3 separate regions of the Rattus norvegicus genome follow, and all the other regions are linked to region 1. A link is a contact called in public Hi-C data. All regions are on one chromosome and are shown on one strand. The core of a region is the stretch at or near the end of the contact, and the rest is flanking DNA. Distances in the headings are between cores, read along the strand shown.

Region 1 (4,340 bases), core at 677-3,176:
TATGCAGTGACATGCCTTTCTCTCTACCCTGGAAATCAAATCAACTCCTACTGATCCTAAGTTTAAGCCCCAATCTTTCATAAACACTGTTCTGCTTAAGGACAGTTCTTTAAATTAATATTTATTATGTTGTAACTTATACTGTATTCAAAATACATTACAAAACACACATGTAAACACGGAGAAGAATGTAACTCCTCTTCAGTATGTCAACTTTCCATTAAAATGCAAATGTAATGATTTCATTAGTTAGGGTGCAATACCCACAGCCTTAAACCAAACCAATATATTTTCCCTGTGAATCCCAACTTCCCCTAACATGTAATCTTATCCTCATGCTGGCTCTTTGCTGATGAATTCTGAGCATGATTTTGCCATTATAATCCTAATTAGAGCAAAGTACCGTATGTGACTTGTGATTTTTAAATCTTCTACGGATGTATTCTGCTCCCCGGATAGACAAGCACCACAATATTTTGCTAAATTTTACGAAAACAACTTGGAAAAAACAAAACAAGCAAACCTAATTCTATTTCAGATCATTAATCGGGAGAAAGAAAAATTGCCCAAAGCAAACAAAATCTATCGTGAAGTCATTAACAAGCAAGTAACATGTCTTTTAACTCGACCTTCTCAAGAGTCTGTCCAGGCCTCGCTTGGTTTAGCCAAACGTAGAAAACTCTCCATGGAAAACCTATTAGCTTTCTAACAGTAAGCAAGAAGGTCTAGGGAAGAGAGTCAAGATCTGAGTGAAGAGTGGGGAGGGGTGTGTGTGTGAACGACCAAATAAAAGAGTGAATGCCAGAGTTAAGGAAATTTGGGATGGGACTGTTAGAGACCTTCGCTGGGATTGGGTTTCATTTCTTTGGGCGCCCCTGACCTTGCCTTCTCTAACTCGGAACGCTTCGCCCGCCCCCTCCCCCGGCCTGCGCCTGCCTTTGTGTGTGCCTGTCACTTAAGGGGAGCAGAACGAAGCTGATTCGGGGGCAGCACAAAGCCAACACACAGATTTGCACAGATTCTCTTACACACATTTCCCAAACTGGAAGGCATAGCCCACGCAGAGCTTGTGAACCTTGAGAAAAGTGGGTTCTGGTCTTGTTTCGGGGAGCAGAGAAACTATTCTTTCCTCTTTCACTCAGCGGCACTAACAAAACGCGCGGACTCAAGAGAAAAATAAAAAGAAAGAAAAAAAAAAAACTCCACGTAGTGGATCCTTAATCCACTCACTGTGACATCTGTCTAGTGTAGTGGTCCACGGGGGGACAAACGTGCTGGAAGCTGGAGACACAAACCCAGAACAGGACCCAAACAAACACTACTGGGGATAAAAGAGTCAAACACACCGGGTCAATGTTCTTTCAGGGGTGTCTGAGGATGAACTAGGGGCTCCTCTGACTTACACTAAGGACAGGGGAGAAGAGGATCAAAAGAGAAAGTGGTGGTCCCCAAAGATGAACTCTTTCAGGAAGGCAGCCCCAAGAAAACACTCACTTTCCTGAGACTAAAAGGCCAGAAGAGCGGCTGGTGGGAGGTACAAAGGTAAGTTTTCTGGGTACGTAGGGGGGACACGCATTAGCAGGAAGAAGGGATCCAGAAGTGCAGGTTGCAGGAGAAGGGGGTGCTGAATTAAAACTATATTTGTCAGCCATGTTGAAGAAGCTCCTGTAATTTGTGAGGCTTCCCTCTTCCCTCTTGGTATTTGTGGGTGACATGACAGTCCCCGCAAGGCCGTGAGAAAGAGAGGGAGACTGGAAAGGGACCATTCCGCGGCCGAAAAGAGCGAGGAGAGAAAGAGAGAGAGAGAGACAGGCGCGGACAGCAGCGCTCTGACCTGGTTCTGGTCCCTCAGCCTCGCAGTCCGCCGCCGTCGCAGCCGGGTCTCCTTTCTAACAAATCCTACAGGGCAGCCATCTTGCTTCCTTCTGCTCCTCTACGAAAGCAGCCTCGCCTCCGCATCAATATTCATAAGGCAGTTTGACGTCTGTTCTCTGGGCTCGGCGGGGCCGGCTCTCGGGCGGCCGCCGAGGGGGCGGACGTGACTGGCATGCGAGCGGCGCGGGCACGAGCGCGGGCGCGGGCTGTGCGCTCGCTCCCTCGCGGAGGCGCGGCGGGGCTCAGTCTGTGCGCTCGCTCCCTCGCGGGGCCGCGGCGAGGCCCAGGTTATGCGCTCGCTCCCTCGCGGAGGCGCGGCGGGGCTCAGTCTGTGCGCTCGCTCCCTCGCGGGGCCGCGGCGAGGCCCAGGTTATGCGCTCGCTCTCTCGCGGGGGCGCGGCGGGGCCCGGGTTGTGCGCTCGCTCCCTCGCGGGGACGCGGCAGGGTCCCGGCTGTGCGCTCGCTCCCTCTCGGGGACGCGGCGAGGCCCGGCCTGTGCGCTCGCTCCCTGGCGGGGGCGCGGCGGATCCGGGCTGCGCGCTCGCTCCTCGGCGAGGGGCTAGGGGCCTCCTTAGCTCGGCTCCGCCCCTGCCTTTCCGCAGCCCCCGGACCGCTGGCCGCACACCCGCGCGTGGGCCTCCGCGCCTCTGTCCCCGAGGGGGCCGCGTACGCACTTGGAAACTCTGCGCCCTCCCGCGCGCTCCGGGGCCCCCTGGTTCCCCGCGCTCCCACTGCCTTGACCGCAACGGTCAGCTCCCCAACTCGCCCCACACCCTGCCACCCCCTTTCCTGTCGCCCAGCCAAGCCGCTCTCCATTTCTCCAAGGCCGAGCCTGGAGAGCTCGAGGGGCCCGGGTGTTAAAGACTCCACACTGCAGCAATTCGGCGGCGCCGGGGCTCTCCCCGCCCAGGCCCACCTTCTGTTTACTTTGGCCACGTGGGCCGCGCAGGGGGGCAGTCTCGCAGAGCCGGGAGGAGTGGTGTCCCTGAGCCCCTACTTGTCACTGGAAAGAAATAAGCCAGCAGTTTTTAATGCTCAAGTCTCCCCCATAAGTTCCTCTATTTTGCACAAATTTCCACTCTGTACGGTAAAGAAATGAAGAAACCGCCTTGTGGGAAGCTGGATTCCGAACAAGCAGCCCTCAGTTTTCCCTAAAGTTCAAGGCTTGTGCGCACCAGCACTTCTGTTGGCAGTTTTCTCTTTTCTTGCTCAGTCGTTTTTACTTACATTTAAAATGTTCCTTTTGGTAATTATTAACTTTTGAAGATGAGATCGAGACAAACTCATAGAAATCATGAGACAGTAATTTATGGAATTTGCGCGCACACACCCACCCACCCTCAGTCTTCAAGTTTTCAAGTTACTGAATGTTAGGTTTTAAATAGGTAACTTGGGAACCTCTTCTATGGGATCGGTTGTGGTCACGGCAACCTTAAGTCTATTTTAACATTATTATATTGCTTGTAAAGAACCCTTTTCTTTGCGCGCGCGCGCGCGTGTGTGTGTGTGTGTGTGTGTGTGTGTGTGTGTGTGTGTGTGTTCTTTATAAATGAGGCCTGGAATCAGCTGTGACCTGTAGTCAGAGCTAGTCCCGAGACTGATGACAGTAGGATCATTTGAGCCCTAGAGTTCTGGGTCAGCCTGGCATACAGTCAACTCAAAAGAATAAGGCAGAGTAGCGGAAACTTACCTGTAGAGTAAAGGCTTTTGCCTCACAAACCTAAGGACATGAGTTGGATCCCCACAATTTATGTAAAGGTAGAATAAATTACATTAAATAATCCTCTGACCTACCATACATGTGCTGTGGCATGCACCCATAAATACCATATAATAATAATAATAATAATAATAATAATAATAATAATAAACTCTCTCTCTCTCACACACACACACACACACACACACACAACATAAATTTTGAAAAGAAAGAGCAGACCTGCAAACACAGTCTTTAGAAGTCTAAGGCAGTAGGATGTCTAGGAGTTTGAACTCAGCTGGGTCTTATAGTTAGATTCTCTCAAGAAGAAAGAAAGGAAGAAAGAAAGAAAGAAAGAAAGAGGGAAAGAAAGAAAGAAAGAAAGAAAGAAAGAAAGAAAGAAAGAAAGAAAGAGGGAAAGAAAGAAAGAAAGAAAGAAAGAAAGAAAGGGAGAAAGAAAGAAAGAAAGAAGGAAGGAAGGAAGGAAGGAAAGAAGGAAGGAAAGAAAGGAAGGAAGGAGGAAGGAAGGAAGGAAGGAAGGAAGAAAAGGAGAGAAAGTTAAAAAAAAAAGAAACATACAGTCATGACACCTTCCCTTAATTTCTTGAAATGCAAACACTTCCTCTCTGTAAAATGTTCTTGTATATGTATGTAATGTACTCACATCGGAAATGCTGGGAACTCTGTGTCACATTGTTACTGAGAAGAATGCTTAAAGGAAGTTCTAAGGAAACAATGTTTCTTCCATTTAGAAACAATTACTAAG
Region 2 (4,340 bases), core at 1,002-3,501, 480 kb before region 1:
ATTATAGTACAGATTTTTAAAAAGTTGCTTCTTCATAGATCATAGTCAATGACCTCTAATTAAAAGTCAAAGAAAGAAAAACAGCTTTTAGAGTTCATCCTATGTAATAATGTAGGATTATAATCCAGGGGCAATTAACCATGATTAAAATTAGCTATTGGCATACCAGAGCAAGAAATTTTTATGAAATAAGAAAAGTTTGGAAGTGAAATGCTTACTGAAATCTTAGTTATAGAAGAATATATAATCTCTCATAATCTCTCTGGAGATTCACAGAATTGTCTGTTGCTGTGAAGCCATAATGCTTGCAGCTAAATCTGATCTTGTGGTTAACAGGGAAGGACAGCATAAATATGTAAACATGCTGAAAATATCAGCAAGCCTGAAGAAAACAGTTTTATCAGCAAGTAAGACTTCTTTTATGATTACCAAACAAACTCCTGCATCCCATTCATGTCCATAGAAGAAACCAGAAAGTTACTTTGCATTAAAGGATAAAAACAACACATACCAGCTAACAATCTATAATACTGATTGACACCTGGGTAAGTCCCAGATGTTTTAATTCTGCTAAATTATTATTAATAAGGCCAAATAGATTATGTGTGCTTATTTCAAACCATGTGCTGTTGAAACAAAAGCTAGAAAGTGTAATAGGCTTAAAACAAAACTTTGTAGGTCCAAGACCACAAAGCTTTAGTTTTGTTTAAAGCGGGGAAATACATAGTATTCTTCCCACACCCCCTGCAACCCTCTGCCACATCCTATCTCCTCTTCCTTGACAGCCCACCCCTCCATGGACCCTTCCTAGTTTAATGGTGTTTTTTATTAATAACATAAAACGTTCAAACATCAACTTATTTTTGAAGTTAGGTCCCTTAAAATGATGCAACTAAAACAATTTCAATCGCAGTGTACGCTCCTCACAGTGCAGTTAACACTCATATAGCTTAAAGTTTGATCTATTAAATATGACAGCAAATCAGTTGTATTGTAACAGTTTATTCTCATGGCATTTCAAGACCATATTTTCATGTTTAAAATCACTTCTAGTTCTTGCTTTTTTAATTCTTTCCTCTAGAAAGCACGAGCGAAACGTGACAAAACCTTAAGCAGTAACGTGGCACGAGATACATTCGTCTATTTTTCTCTTACATTAAGGAATTTAATGTCACAAAGAATTTGGGGGTGGATATGGCGGGGGATGGGGTCGTGTAAATCCCAAATCAAAGTTGGAGAGGTTTGTGTTCCATTTTTTGAAGCCAAAGCAATTCTCACGCAAGCTTAAGTTTTCTGTTCGAGTTAATAATGGAAGATTTGAAACGCTGCTTTGATGGGGATAAGCAAATGTCCCCAAATGTGGCAAATCGTAAACTGTAAAACAGTATTTATGTACAGCGTCCAATCAGGAAGGGCTGCAACGGAAAGCGTGTCTTTGGGGAAAGTTAAACCGTGCTCCAAGTGGTCTCTTCCTTGCTCTTAACTCCAAACGATCACACAAACCCCCGCTACCAGGCAAAGCTGCCCTGTTGCTCTACCCACGTAGGAAGAAGACTAAAGGAATGGCTCGCAGACGAGTGGCCCACGTGTCCCTCAGCGGAACGGCGCGAAGCCTTCCATCTGCACCAACGCGAAAAGTCTGCGGTGAATGTGGGGCTGGAAAGACTTTCAAGGGCTGGGAGCCCTCACCGGTCCCACCTTGGCCCCCACGCCCAGCCCTGCCGACCTCTGAGGGCGAATGCGGTTCTCAGGAGGTGGCGGGGCCGAGCAGCCCGAGCGCCCTCTTTACCTGGTCGCAGGGGCGCGGCCAGGCAGGGAGGGCGCGGGAGCATGCGGGCGACGCGGGCCACCGCGCCTTCCCGCCCAGCTCGAGCCGGGATTCCGAAGCTACTTCTGGAAGCCGCGGCCTGAGGAGGAGCACTCGCTTCCAGCGAGGACCTGAGCTGGGGAAAGGGCGAAAATAAAGAAGAGGCAGTGTGTCTGCAAGTCCCCCTCCCAGTGTCATTCATAATGCGGCGGACCGGAAGGAGTTGTCTACGTCACTTCCTGCTGTCTCACTGGGAAACGTTCCCCTTCCGACCTGTTGCTGGAACCTTTGTTTCTCTCTTCTTAGGCTGGTTAGGGCGGGGACGGATTCGAAGAGAGCTACTGGGAACCGACCGAGTGCCGGGGCGGAGCGGTGAGTTGTGACGAGGGTCCCCGCTTCCTGGAGCCTCCGGGAGGCTCGAGACCCCGCGAGGGGCACCCGGAGTGGAGCTCCGTGGGGTGTTGGTCTCCTCCGTACTGGAGAGTAGACCTCATAATTTGCGGGTGGTTGCGTGACTCCGCCTACCGCTCCTCCTGTTTTGTAAGGACTGTGAGAGAAGGGTACTGAGGACTGTGGTCCCGGGGACTGGGACCGTGGAATTGCCTCAGACCTTTGACAAAGGGTTCCGGAGATCTCCCTGCAGCTCCTGTTTTACATCTCTTTTCTGGCCTCCTTGGAAAGGACTTTTAACTATTCGAGGCCGTCCTTGTGTTTTGATTCTGTCAAAGGACTCCCATTTCTAAGTATCTCCTGACTCTTTTTAGCTTCTCCAGCGCTTGGGTTTGTTTTGAAATTCGGGATCTTCTTGAGTTCCCAGACTTCCCCGAAGGCCAAGCATTCAGTGGAAAGGGGGAGGAAAAGTTAATTGGAAAGGATTACAAATCTTGCAGAGACAGGAATGGGATGGCGTCTCAGTGTTGTAATGAGAATGAGATAATAATTCTTGTATTGCATCCTCGTGAATAGTTACCTCACGCACTAGCAAGTGATCAACTTGGAAGTTTGTTTGAAACTAGCAGGCGGGGTGAAAGAGATCTGAGAGAAAGCATCTATGTAGCTAGGGGTGCTCAATTTTGTTTGGGGACATCACAGCAGCCTTGAAAAGGGCCATTTTGGCAAAAAAAACCAAACAAACAAACAAAAAAAAAAACCCAGTTAATTCAATAAATATTTAAAAACGCCTGTGAAATTCTACTTGCCCGGGAAATATCCCCCCCCTCACCCCACACAAACTCCTGCTCTCATGAGAGCTATAGCTATCCTCTACTGAGATTAATGAATTAAAGACAGACGAAAGAGTAGAAAGTGAATGTTGTAGGTCAGAACACTGTACAGATTCCTACCCATAAAAGAGATGACTGTCTTGCTTTTTTGAGTTTGGGGTTTGTTGGGACGAAAAGACAGTTGAATTCCATTCATGCCTTTTGGTGAAGTGATTAGAACTGTGTAGAGTGAAAGACAAGAGTATTGGACTTTGGTGAGTTAACCAAATAACAGTCTAGCCATTGTTTTCAGAGTAACAGAGAAATAAGAGGAAGTGAGAGAAAACCTGGAGATGCTAGTTGACAACAAACCATGGTGGCCGAAGAACAAATTGGCAGTGAAACTAAAGCAGGGAGCCCAGGACAGATCATTGGAAAGTAGTAACAACAGGAATGAGATGAGCCAGGGAAAGAAGGCTCAGAAAACAACTTAAATGTAAAAATACAAAGTATCTTTCATATATTTACTTGGTCTTAAAATAGGGTCTGCGACTCCTACTGAGAGAGTGGCTGGAGATAGAAGGTGACTTGTAAAAGGGAAGCTGGACTAGAAAAATAAAGGTTCAAGTGACTCCCCCCAGGTCATGTTCAGTATGGTACCAAGTTAAACCTGCCTTTTGCTCTTGTGGAAAGGGGTGGGCCAAAGAAAAGTCTGGGCTTGAAAGAGAAGTGTCTGACCGCTGGCAAAACGAAAATTGTTCAGAGCAGCAGCTCTCAAATTGCAAATTAAGTCTGGATTTCCTAGGTGGTTTGATAGAATGGTGGACTGGCCCCCAGGGTTTCTCTTCTGTAAAATAGGAAGTGGAAACCAAGGGTTTGCACATCTATAATGTTTGCAGAGGTACCTGTGCGCTTGTGCTGTTGATCCAAAAGAGATTTGTGGGATGAAAACACACCCAGAACCTGACTCTGAATATCTCATTTTTAGTCCATACAGGGGAATCTACAAAGAACTGAGAACTGAGTAGAAGGGAAATCTGTATCTTTTAGATTTCTGTTTGACTAAATTACCATGGTATAGTGTTTTCATAGGATTATGGGAAGAAGGCCTTAATGTATGAAGTGCAGCATTAATTAGGGGTGGAAAACGAGGAAAGGGTAAGTGCGTGGCAGTTTTAAAGAAAAACGTACTTGTTATGTCCAGAAAGATGGGGAGTGAATTGGCCATACAAACACCATAAGAGGGCTAACTGAGGCATGCCAAGATAGGACTGATAACTTGGAAGAGAATATGGCATCACGCTCAGCGGCACTTGTTTGGGTGCAGACGG
Region 3 (4,340 bases), core at 611-3,110, 270 kb before region 1:
ATTTGTAAATTCTGGAGATGTGTTCAAGAGCTTTTTTTTTTTTTTTTTTTTTTTTTTTTTTTTTTTTTTTTTTGCACATTTGCCTTTATCCCCATCTTGTAAAGTCCTAGAATTAAGAATTAAAACACATACTCGTTGTGTTAGTTTGGGTTTCATTGCTGTGAAGAGACATCATGACCAAGGCGACCCTTTAAAAGTAAACATTGAGTTGGGGCTGGCTAACAGTTTCAGAGGTTTAGTCCATTATTATCATGGTGGGATGCATGGCAGTGTGCAGGCAGATGCGCTAGAGAAACTGAAGCCAAGAGCTCGACATCTTTATTGGAAGGCAACCAGACTGTGTTCCACACTGGGCTTGAACACCGCAAAGCCAAGCCCCTACAATGATATGCTTCCTCCGACAAGGCCACACCTACTCCGACAAGGCCACACCTACTCCGACAAGGCCACACCTCCTAACAGTGCTACTCCTTATGGTTAGCCAAAGATTCAAACACAGGAGTCTATGGGGGCCATTCCTATTCAAACCTTCACACTTGCTACATGATGGTCACAGATGTTCACCGAGGAAAGCCAGTGAGTTAGGCTCCAAACATCTACATTTGAGATGGGCAAGCATTGTTGAATAAACACCTTTGGAAATTTGTATTTTAAAGTTAACCAGTAAAGTCAACCTTGTTCTCATAACATGTATCGTATATTCGGTTTTGATCCACAAATATTGCAGCAAATTATAGAAAACAAAAGACGGGAATTTACACGGTTCCAAAACAAGCCATTTTTTAATGGCATAAAGTTATATACTCCTAAATCACATATCTGGAGTTTAAGAATCTTGACTAGTAGACGGCCCAGAACCTTGTTTCAGTAGGAATTTCTTTCCCAAGATTTGAAGTTTAAGTGAAATTTTAAGCTTTCTTTTTTACACATAAGCAAAATTACATAAATCAATGAGATAAAGGCAGGAAGGAAATGCCCCCCCCCTTTTTTAAAAATAGGACAACTTAGCTTGCAGTTCAGTCTAATCAGGTTGACATGTTACAAAGACACTGTCAAAATGTTTTTAGGGACTAGGCTGAGCAATGTCTAAGTGGCTAGTGGCATTTCTAAGAGGTCCTTTCTGGAACCTAGGTAAAACCGGTTTTGATTTTAACTATCACAGTTTAGGTGCAGAAAGAATCCAGTAGGTGCCCAGGATGTAAGCCCTGCTCAGAGTTGGAAGGGAAACTGGTAGAGGTCTCCGGAAGCAGCTGGTCTACAGAAAAGGAAAATGGCAGCCCCACGGCTGGTTCCTTCCCCAGAACCATAGCTCCCATTGCTAGCTGGACCAAAGACTGCTTTAGTAACTAGTTGTGGCCACTGGACCGGACAGAAACACTTGTGATGTTTGCAACTGCAGAGAAGTTAGAAGTTACCTGTACTTGGGTTAAATATTAAAGGGCCTTATGGAGGAAGTGGCGTTTGAGGGAATTACAGATTTAGGATAAGTCTGTGTCAAATGTCTTCACAAGGAGGCTCAATCGTTATACATTAGAGTCGTGTGTGTGTGTGTGTGTGTGTGTATTTCATTAATGTATGAAATTTGGTTCGAAGATACTGTGTGAGTGGGTGCGTGATGGTGAATTCCTGGGGCTACCAAGGCCCTTATCTCCTTGTCTTGATGGTCTTAGGCCTCTGAGGGCAGTGGAGGAAAGTGGAGGAAAGTGGAGGTAGGTGGCCCCAGTAATCCAGAAGAGGGTGGGACGTGCTGCCACTTGAGGCCGACCGTGGAGGCAGTGCGGGCTCCGGGCGGCAGGGGGCGCCGCCGTGCAGTCGCGCCGGGCCCAGCAACGACCCTCCGGTTCCCCTATACAGTCCGCCATGCGCGCGCTGCTGCCACTGCTGAGCGTCGGCCGAGGGTGGCGCGTGGGGGCCGCCGCCCTCCCTCCGCGCCGCGTAATGTCCCTGTACCGCACGGAGGAGCTGGGCCATCCCCGCTCGAAGGATTACCGCCTGTTCTTCAGTAAGTCGTTCCACTACTTCCGCGCCGGCCCGCGGGGAAGCCCGGGCGCCGTGCTCTGCCGGACGGGGTCGGCAGCCCGCGCTCAAGCCCGGGGCGGAGGGGACCGGTCTCGGCGCGCAGGGCGGCGTGGGGCCAACCGCTCTCTGCAGCGACCGCAACCGGCCCGCGGCGCCGCGTTCCTCCCGCTGACCTCTGCGCCGTAGCTCGCCGCTCGCCCGCGCCGCCTTCCCGGGTGCTGCTGAATCCTTCCGCCTCCGCACGGACGCAGAACTTTAGGGACCGGGGTCTTCGCTCTGAAACCTCGTCTGCCTGCGACCTTGCTGTCAGCGCAGGCGTACGGGAGGGAGGAAGTAGGAGGGAATTGTGAGCCAGGCACTGGGATAGGCTTGTGTGCACACGCCATCGCATAACCTTTTGTTTTGTACGGTAAGTTAAAAACAAAACAAAACAAAAACAAAAACAAAAAAAATAGTAAACTGATTTTTTACCTAAAAGTTTGCACATGAATGCTACCCAACAAGCAGGAGACTGGCTAGCGTTCTGGTAAAAACGTGGGACCACCTTTTGCACTGTACATTGAGCAAAACCTAGAGGGAGGTGTCTGGTGCTACCCTGGGCTGGCCACGAAAGACAGACAAGCTCCTGGCTACTCTTCTTTTCTCTCTGTAGGTCTGGTTAACAATAGCGTGAAAATAGCCAAGTGGGTGCTTAATTCCTGGTAGGGGAGCTGTAGCGATGTCCAGTCTTGTGCACACCTGTTAGGGAGGCTCCGCCCTGAAGGGGTGAAGCTGGAATCTTGGAAAGACAAACCTTTTCCTCCAGGACCCCATCCTGGGCGAATGTTTTAACTTGCTAAGCATTAGAATTTTTTTTTTTCTCTGTAAAATAGGGCTGCAGAAATTGCTATTATGTGTTCAAAGTAGTCACCGGGCTCAGAGTGTAACTTGAAATCATTAATAACTGTTCTTTGATGATTCTAGTTACTTTTCTGGAGCTTGCGGTTGAGGGTGTGTTTTTCGATAAAGGAGCAAACCTAGCTTAGACTCTTGTCTTTCTGTTTTGTTGTGTTTTGAGACAGGGTCTCAACCGTGTACCCTGAGCACAGAACCCGAGTGGAATATGCACTTGCCTCTGCCTCCAGGATTGAACACACGGGGCACCTCAAATGGCAGTCTCTGTTGTTGTAATGCATCTGACACTGAACAGTCTCTTCACAAGTAGTTTCTCTTTTCTCCTCTACGCCCACCCTGTCTTGTTTCTCGTTTTTGGCAAGATGGATTAGGTCTTTTTAAAAGAGGGCGTGTACACAACTGGAGCCTGGATAGGCAACAGTCTCAAAACAAGAACAGCCATAAAAATAAAACAGCGAAGGAAGAGAAGCCTTTAATGAGTGTGCTGATTTCTGAATGGATTGTGTTTCCCACGGCTACAATGTAACAGGCACTGGCAATGTGTTTGGAAGAGTTCCTGTTATACAATGGCAAAAAGCCTAATATGGTGGTCGTGTCTTGGGTTTTCAATGTGCAGTAATCTGCCATGAATGTGTTCTGCTAGAAACACATTAGTCTTTCCTCAGTGTCAGAATTGATCGAATAACAGTACATTGAGAAGTTGCATGGGTTTCCTGGAGCCCCACTTTGCCCTGACCACTGGCCCCGGCAAACGCAGGTTTTTTTTTGTGCACGGGTACATGCGCACATGTGTGGAGTCTTTGGATGCTGTCTACTATATCTTTTGAGACAGCGTCTCACTGATCTGGAGATAGCTGAGGCTAGATGGTCAGTAGCAACAGAGATCTCTTGGTGTCTGTGTCCCCAACACTGGAATACTAAGTGGGCACCACCATGCTTGCCTTTGCTGCCTGGGTTCTGGGAAGTGAACTCAGATCCTTAGGCTTGCTCACATAGACAGCCGAGCACTTTGCCCACATCGTTATCCTCCCTAGCTCAAACCAGGCCAAGATATCTCTCTCTCTCTCTCTCTCTCTCTCTCTCTCTCTCTCTCTCTCTCACACACACACACACACACACACACACACACACACACACACGCCCCGAGGTAAATACAGTTATTTGTGTCGGTTACAGAATAGCTGCAGAAGAGTTAAAGAGGCTGTCCCTGCTCTAGGGGTTCCCAGTGGCTGTACAGAAAGGCAGAAGCTGGCTGTTGCAGAGATAATCACATTCAGGGTGCTGGGAAATCTGATAAGTCATAGGTTTGAATCAGGCCAAGAGCCACGGGGTCAGAGTTGAGCTGAGCTTCAAGGTTAAGTAAGGTGGTCCATGTGAAATGTTGGGAGTATGGAAGCTTGATGTGCAGAGCCAGGCCCAGTCAGAGG

Evidence for each region. Hi-C and Micro-C count contacts between places; a contact is called where the count stands out from the background.
Region 2: a contact with region 1 is called in a Hi-C map of liver, with 3 times the contacts expected there. The contact joins the promoter of Gstcd here to the promoter of Tet2 in region 1. A contact is called at or near these places in 3 of 12 Hi-C or Micro-C datasets (Schwann cells, kidney and liver).
Region 3: a Hi-C map of hepatocytes shows a contact between it and region 1, with 1.9 times the contacts expected there. The contact joins the promoter of Ppa2 here to the promoter of Tet2 in region 1. A contact is called at or near these places in 3 of 12 Hi-C or Micro-C datasets (frontal cortex, hepatocytes and liver) and 1 of 1 datasets of contacts at active chromatin or transcription factors (oligodendrocytes).

What each region holds. Positions count from the first base shown.
Region 1 is chr2:224,744,260-224,748,599 of GRCr8, forward strand. Tet2 (tet methylcytosine dioxygenase 2) reads right to left here and starts at 1,927. Exons shown (of 11, transcript NM_001427557.1): 1 at 1,835-1,927.
Region 2 is chr2:224,263,650-224,267,989 of GRCr8, forward strand. Gstcd (glutathione S-transferase, C-terminal domain containing) reads right to left here and starts at 2,252. Exons shown (of 12, transcript NM_001395013.1): 1 at 2,081-2,252. Ints12 (integrator complex subunit 12) reads left to right here and starts at 2,138. Exons shown (of 7, transcript NM_001007640.2): 1 at 2,138-2,179.
Region 3 is chr2:224,473,013-224,477,352 of GRCr8, forward strand. Ppa2 (inorganic pyrophosphatase 2) reads left to right here and starts at 1,861. Exons shown (of 12, transcript NM_001135871.1): 1 at 1,861-2,002. The coding sequence starts at 1,861.